Regions from separate parts of the Gossypium hirsutum genome. Here region 2 is linked to region 1. A link is a contact called in public Hi-C data. All regions are on one chromosome and are shown on one strand. Each heading gives the region's core, a stretch centred on a gene start, on an enhancer-like site or on the middle of the called end of the contact. The rest is flanking DNA. Distances are from core to core; before and after follow the strand shown.

Region 1 (2,919 bases), core at 17-2,516:
TTACAATATGATAAAAATAAATTAAATTGCTTATAAAATTAGAATAATCAGTATGCAAAATATTAGCCTTATATATAAATATTAAGTTATTAGTTTAAGTTCAAAAGCTTACTTGAATTTATAAGAATTTACTTAAAAGATATTAATCTCAAAAAATGAGCTCAAATAAAAGTTAGACTCATTAAAAATTTAGGTTAAATTTAAGATTTTAATATGTAAAGTTCAAGGCTAGACTATTTTCTAAATTTATAATATATTATGTAATTTATAATAAATAAAAATTAAATATATAATAAATTAATAATATATTATAAACATTAAAAAATTGTATGTTAAATTGCTTATATTTAAAATTTAATAAATAAAAACATATAAATTTAAAATAGTAACTTGGGTTGAACTGAGTTTAAATAATCATAAAATCTATTAATATTATATATAAATCAGGCAACCCCACCCAACTGGGGACATCACTTTTAGGTCTTAGTTGTAAAACTTTTACCTAATACATAGACCTGTAATGCCAAACCCAATTATTTGCAAAGCCGAAATTGTCCAATATTTGTAGCCACAAGTTTGTGCAGTGCAGGTTTTGGTAGCAAAATGAGACATGTTGTTCTGACCGATTTCTGGGGTATTATGGACATTCAAAATCTTGAAACCTTCGGCTCCCACATCCCTGCGTTTTTTTTTCTCCTACCTGTTTGGTTTGGCAAATGAGAACTCAGTCTAATCAAAATCAAAACATCAACTTTAAATTTTGTACGTAATAATATTTTCAACATCAGCTGCTATTTTTTTCACCCTAAAATAGCATTAAAATCCACACCGACTCTTCCCAGTAAAGAGCCAGAGACACCCACATGATCCTGTTCTTTTCTTTTATCAGCCGTTTTCCTCTCCTCCAAAATGGCAAAAATAATTTTATTATGAAATAAAATTTAAAAATATTGCATTTATTGATCCCTTCCTATTTCTTGCCTCTCGGTTGCTTCCTTCCTTTTGCAATATATAGAGGCTTCAGCTCCTCTTCCATTTCCCATTCTCACTGCTCTCTCTTCCTCTCTATCTCCCTCTTGTTGGTGGGTTCATCAGGAATTTTAAACTGATAAAATTCTACCCACATTGTGTGTTTAATCCAAAATGGGGTCCTCTTATTAGTTTTAGAAAGTTGAAGGAAATCCCATTTTTGCAGTATAGAAACAGATTTGGTTTTCACTCTCTTGAAATTTGATTTTTAGTGTCTTTCTGATTACTGTGAATACATGGAGAAATCAATGTCAATGGCTCCTCTGCTTTTAATGGTACTCTGTCTTCCTTTTGCATTGGGTTGGCATGACTATAACCAAGCTCTCAGTAAGAGCATTCTCTTCTTTGAAGCTCAGAGATCTGGTTATCTTCCTCATAACCAGAGAGTCACATGGCGAGCTAATTCCGGCTTGAATGACGGCAAAGTCAGTGGGGTAAGCTAAACTTACACTCCCACTCCCATAGTCCCACTTTTTTTTCTTTTGAGAGTTATGGGGTTGTAATTTGATTGTGAAATTTAACAGGTGGATCTGGTAGGAGGGTACTATGATGCAGGGGACAATGTGAAGTTTGGTCTTCCAATGGCATTCACCATAACAATGATGTCCTGGAGTATAATAGAGTACGGCAAACCAATGGCTGCAAATGGAGAGCTCGGCCATGCCATGGAAGCCGTCAAGTGGGGTACTGACTATCTTATCAAAGCCCACCCGGAACCTTATGTCCTTTATGGAGAGGTGTATATATATATATTTAAATGCACTATTGTTTTTTGTAACTAATATGTCCAGATCTTTTTCAAATCACCAACTCGAAAGCAACATTTTAAGGCTAAGATCCATTTCCTATCAACTTGTTCTTTTTTTTTTTTTAGGTGGGAGATGGAAACACTGACCATTACTGTTGGCAAAGACCCGAAGACATGACAACCGACCGTCACGCTTACAAGATTGACCCGAGCAACCCCGGGTCGGATCTTGCCGGTGAAACTGCAGCTGCCATGGCTGCCGCTTCAATCGTCTTCCGCCGCTCCAACCCTGCATATTCCAGCGAGCTTCTTCACCACGCTTATCAGGTATTATTTTCCTACTCCCTTTAGCTTACAGTTACAGTTCACGATAAAATTTTTATTTATAAATGAAATTAATTTTTTTAATTTTAGAATTTATTTATTTATTTTGGTAGTAACTGTTCAAGTTCCTTTTTCCCCAAAAACCTGTTTAACATTTTGTCTCGTCTTTAAAGGAAACGTTGTCGTTTAAAGTAGTAGTAAACTTTTTCGGCGTATAAATCGGATCATGGCGCCCTTGCACCGTTAACACGTGTAATAAGTTATCTTATGACCGTGTAGATCTATTGTACTAGTAGATCTCAATCGTTCATTGTACCGTAAAGGTCTCAATTTAAATTTTCGTTTCTCACGTACTAACACTATGTCGACGGTCCAAATTAAACCCGCATATCCCAGAATTACCCTTCCTTCTTTCCGCATATTACATACACATTTTGATATTTGGTTTCTGTTTTCAGCTATTCGATTTTGCTGATAAGTACAGAGGCAAATACGACAGCAGCATCACAGTTGCCCAAAAATACTACCGATCCGTCAGCGGCTACAATGTAAGCTTCTTCTTTTAAAAAAAAGAAAAGAAAAGAAAAGAAAAGAAAAGAAATTGTTAAACAAACTATTTGATCCATGTTACTACAAAATGGGGTGCTCATTTTTATTGATTTTGGGATTTGAAATTTTGTATAGGACGAGTTGTTGTGGGCTGCTGCATGGCTGTACCAAGCTAGTAACAATCAGTACTACTTGAACTATCTTGGAAAGAATGGTGACTCAATGGGCGGAACCGGCTGGGCCATGACTGAGTTTGGTTGGGACGTCAA
Region 2 (2,893 bases), core at 259-2,758, 170 kb before region 1:
TTATATTATATATAAGTTGTAGATTCAATTTTTATATTTTAATTTGTTAATTTCAATCCTTATATTTTTTGAGTTTTTTAATATTAGTCCAAATCCAAATGGTAGACATTAAAATTTTTTAGTTAAATTTTATTTTAAAAAATAATTAACTTTTACTATTTACTAAATCTTATACAACATGCATATTATTATATGTGTAATATTATGTCGACTTATTATTTTTACATATAAAAAATCATATCATTGTAGTTAAAGGATTTAAACGGCTACCAATTGAGTTAAGAATGACATTTGAGAAGAATAGGAACTAAATTGATGAGTTATACGTAGTATAGATAGTCTTAATAAATTTAAATGCTATTGTTTTACATGGATTAAAATTGAGAAAATTATAGTATAAGGACTAAACCTGTAACTGATGCAAAATTTGACCTTTACAATCTATAATCTATAATTAATAACAATAAAATAATTATATAAAAGTAGCGTTAACAAAGTAAGCTCGAGCCAATATGAGCTTGAGAAAATCCAAGCTCGAAAAAATCGGAACTAAAAAAAAACCTAAGCTCAAGAAAGCTTGATTTTGCAATGATCAACCCCCTAAACCTATTTAGATCGAGCTCGAGACCAATCCCATTCAAAACTCGAAAAAAATTTGATTAATCTCTAAGGCTATCTTTGTTTCATTGAAAATGACTTTTGAAAAATGGATTAACTTTTTGAAAAAATTGATATCTTTTAGTAAATTTTCTTGAAATTATTTGGTAAAAGTTAATATTAGTGAAACAAACAATGCATAAAAATATTTGTTATAAAATAAAATGGAAACATTATATTTTGACAATCACAACAATTTATTTTTATAAAAAGATAATATTTTATAACAATTGATATCATATATAAACTTAATAATAAACAATTACTCATTGAAACTCAATTTAAATTACATATATGAAAATAAAAAATAATATATTAAAGTTGAAAGAGATAAATAAAATAAAGTATAATTTTTAAAAAATATTTAAATTTATACAATTAAAATATTGGTTTGAAACAGTTAGATATCAACACTTTCCTAAATTCTTTTGAAGAAACTTTCCCTCGTAATACAACTTCTAACTACAATTTAAGATTTTAATTTAATTATAAAAATTTTCTAATTGTTTTAAATTTAATTGCGAATAATGTTGAGATTTATTTTAATTTTAATTTTAATTTTAATTTTGATAAAATAATATAATTATTTGGAAATGTATTTTTTATAAGGGCTAAATTTTAGGATCCACGTTCCAAAGAAATGCAACTAGTTTTTGTAAGATCTCGAATTCCATAGTCACGGAAACCAAGGAAACTTCTTGTATGGCCGACTCCCGGTAGGCTGTAGGAAAATAGAGAAAATAAAAAGACCAAAAAACCCTTACCTATCACCATATTTAATTCACACTTGGGTAGGCAGTCAGGTAATTTTCTCATACGAATTAATACAGAACCACAAGCAACATTGAAGACCTGTTGATTTTATATTTAGACGAACACATTCTATCACCCCCTTGTATGATGAATGATGATGTTTGTTCACTAATTTAGTGGATTCTTTTACGTCCTCGGGCGGCTAAGCTAAGCTCTCCCTTCATCGGGTCCTCCTTCCCCACGTGGTGGTTGCTACCGTGCGTTACTTCCCATAATAAATTAACCCTTCTTCTTCTTCTTCTTCTTTCAGAGGCACAATTAATGGCGGAGCCTCCAGAACGAGACCCGTTCCCGGAGTTCCGCCTGGATTCTGATGCCGGAGCTACCTTTGTTCTTGAATCAAAAGGTGAAGAATCAGAATCAGAATCAGAGCAAAATTATAAAGCCATGATATAACCAAATCGTTTTTTTTTTCTTTATAGGGAAGTGGTGGCATGCGGGGTTTCATCTGACGACGGCAATAGTGGGGCCGACAATTCTGACACTGCCGTACGCGTTCAGGGGACTAGGTTGGGGCCTGGGTTTCTTATGTTTAACGGTTTTAGGATGCGTCACTTTCTACTCTTACTATCTCATGTCCAAGGTGCTTGAGCACTGTGAAAAAGCCGGCCGCCGCCATATCCGCTTCCGTGAACTCGCCGCCGACGTTTTAGGTAGCGACCGACATAAATTTTCCTTTATTTCGGTCATGCAATATTCGTTCCGTGTTAGCCGGTTGCATTTTCGCTTGCGGTTCGGTATTCATTTTCAGTAATTATTAGATTTTGTAAAGCGTAGAAGTTGGATCACATATAAACTAATGGAAAATGATTACTGTCTTACAGTGACATTCCAAGTTCGATGATATCATTCCTAGAATAAAAAGAAGGTTGACTTTTTTCCATTTCGATTTTGGCAATTCACATTATACAAGTTGTATACGTGTCTTTACCTAATAGGTTAGGATAGGTGATTCTGAAAGAGTTCTTGCAATTAGGACAGAACTGAACCCAGTGTTTAGTTCCGTGGTTAAAGATGTTAAAAGGAGACGACAATGTTTCATGCAGGGTCTGGTTGGATGTTTTATTTTGTTATATTCATCCAAACCGCTATCAATACAGGGGTTGGCATAGGGGCAATTTTGCTTGCAGGGGAATGCCTCAAGGTATGGTCCTCCAATCCATCTATTAATTCCATTTGGAAGTTATATGAGCTATGAATATGACATATAATAGCAACTTCGATCTCATCAAATACATTTGAAAATTAAATTTCCATCTTCTAGCATGGTCCAATGGCTAGCTCTAGTTCGAAGATGTGACTTGAATATGGGGTAAAATTGGGTCATTTATTGCTATTCTTTTATGTTTTTCTAATTTTGCCTGTTTTTGGTTTTTGGAAAGATCATGTATGAAAACCTTTCTCCAAATGGATCATTGAAGCT

Evidence for each region. A called contact is a pair of places that touch in the nucleus more often than the background predicts.
Region 2: a Hi-C map of leaf shows a contact between it and region 1, with 1.8 times the contacts expected there. The contact joins the promoter of LOC107952072 here to the promoter of LOC107952074 in region 1. A contact is called at or near these places in 5 of 34 Hi-C or Micro-C datasets (callus and leaf).

What each region holds. Positions count from the first base shown.
Region 1 is chrA02:46,996,097-46,999,015 of Gossypium_hirsutum_v2.1, reverse strand. It overlaps LOC107952074 (endoglucanase 6-like), which reads left to right and starts at 1,266. Exons shown (of 8, transcript NM_001327596.1): 1 at 1,266-1,463; 2 at 1,554-1,766; 3 at 1,904-2,104; 4 at 2,560-2,649; 5 at 2,786-2,919. The coding sequence starts at 1,266.
Region 2 is chrA02:47,162,957-47,165,849 of Gossypium_hirsutum_v2.1, reverse strand. It overlaps LOC107952072 (probable GABA transporter 2), which reads left to right and starts at 1,508. Exons shown (of 7, transcript XM_016887319.2): 1 at 1,508-1,816; 2 at 1,893-2,123; 3 at 2,571-2,614; 4 at 2,853-2,893. The coding sequence starts at 1,732.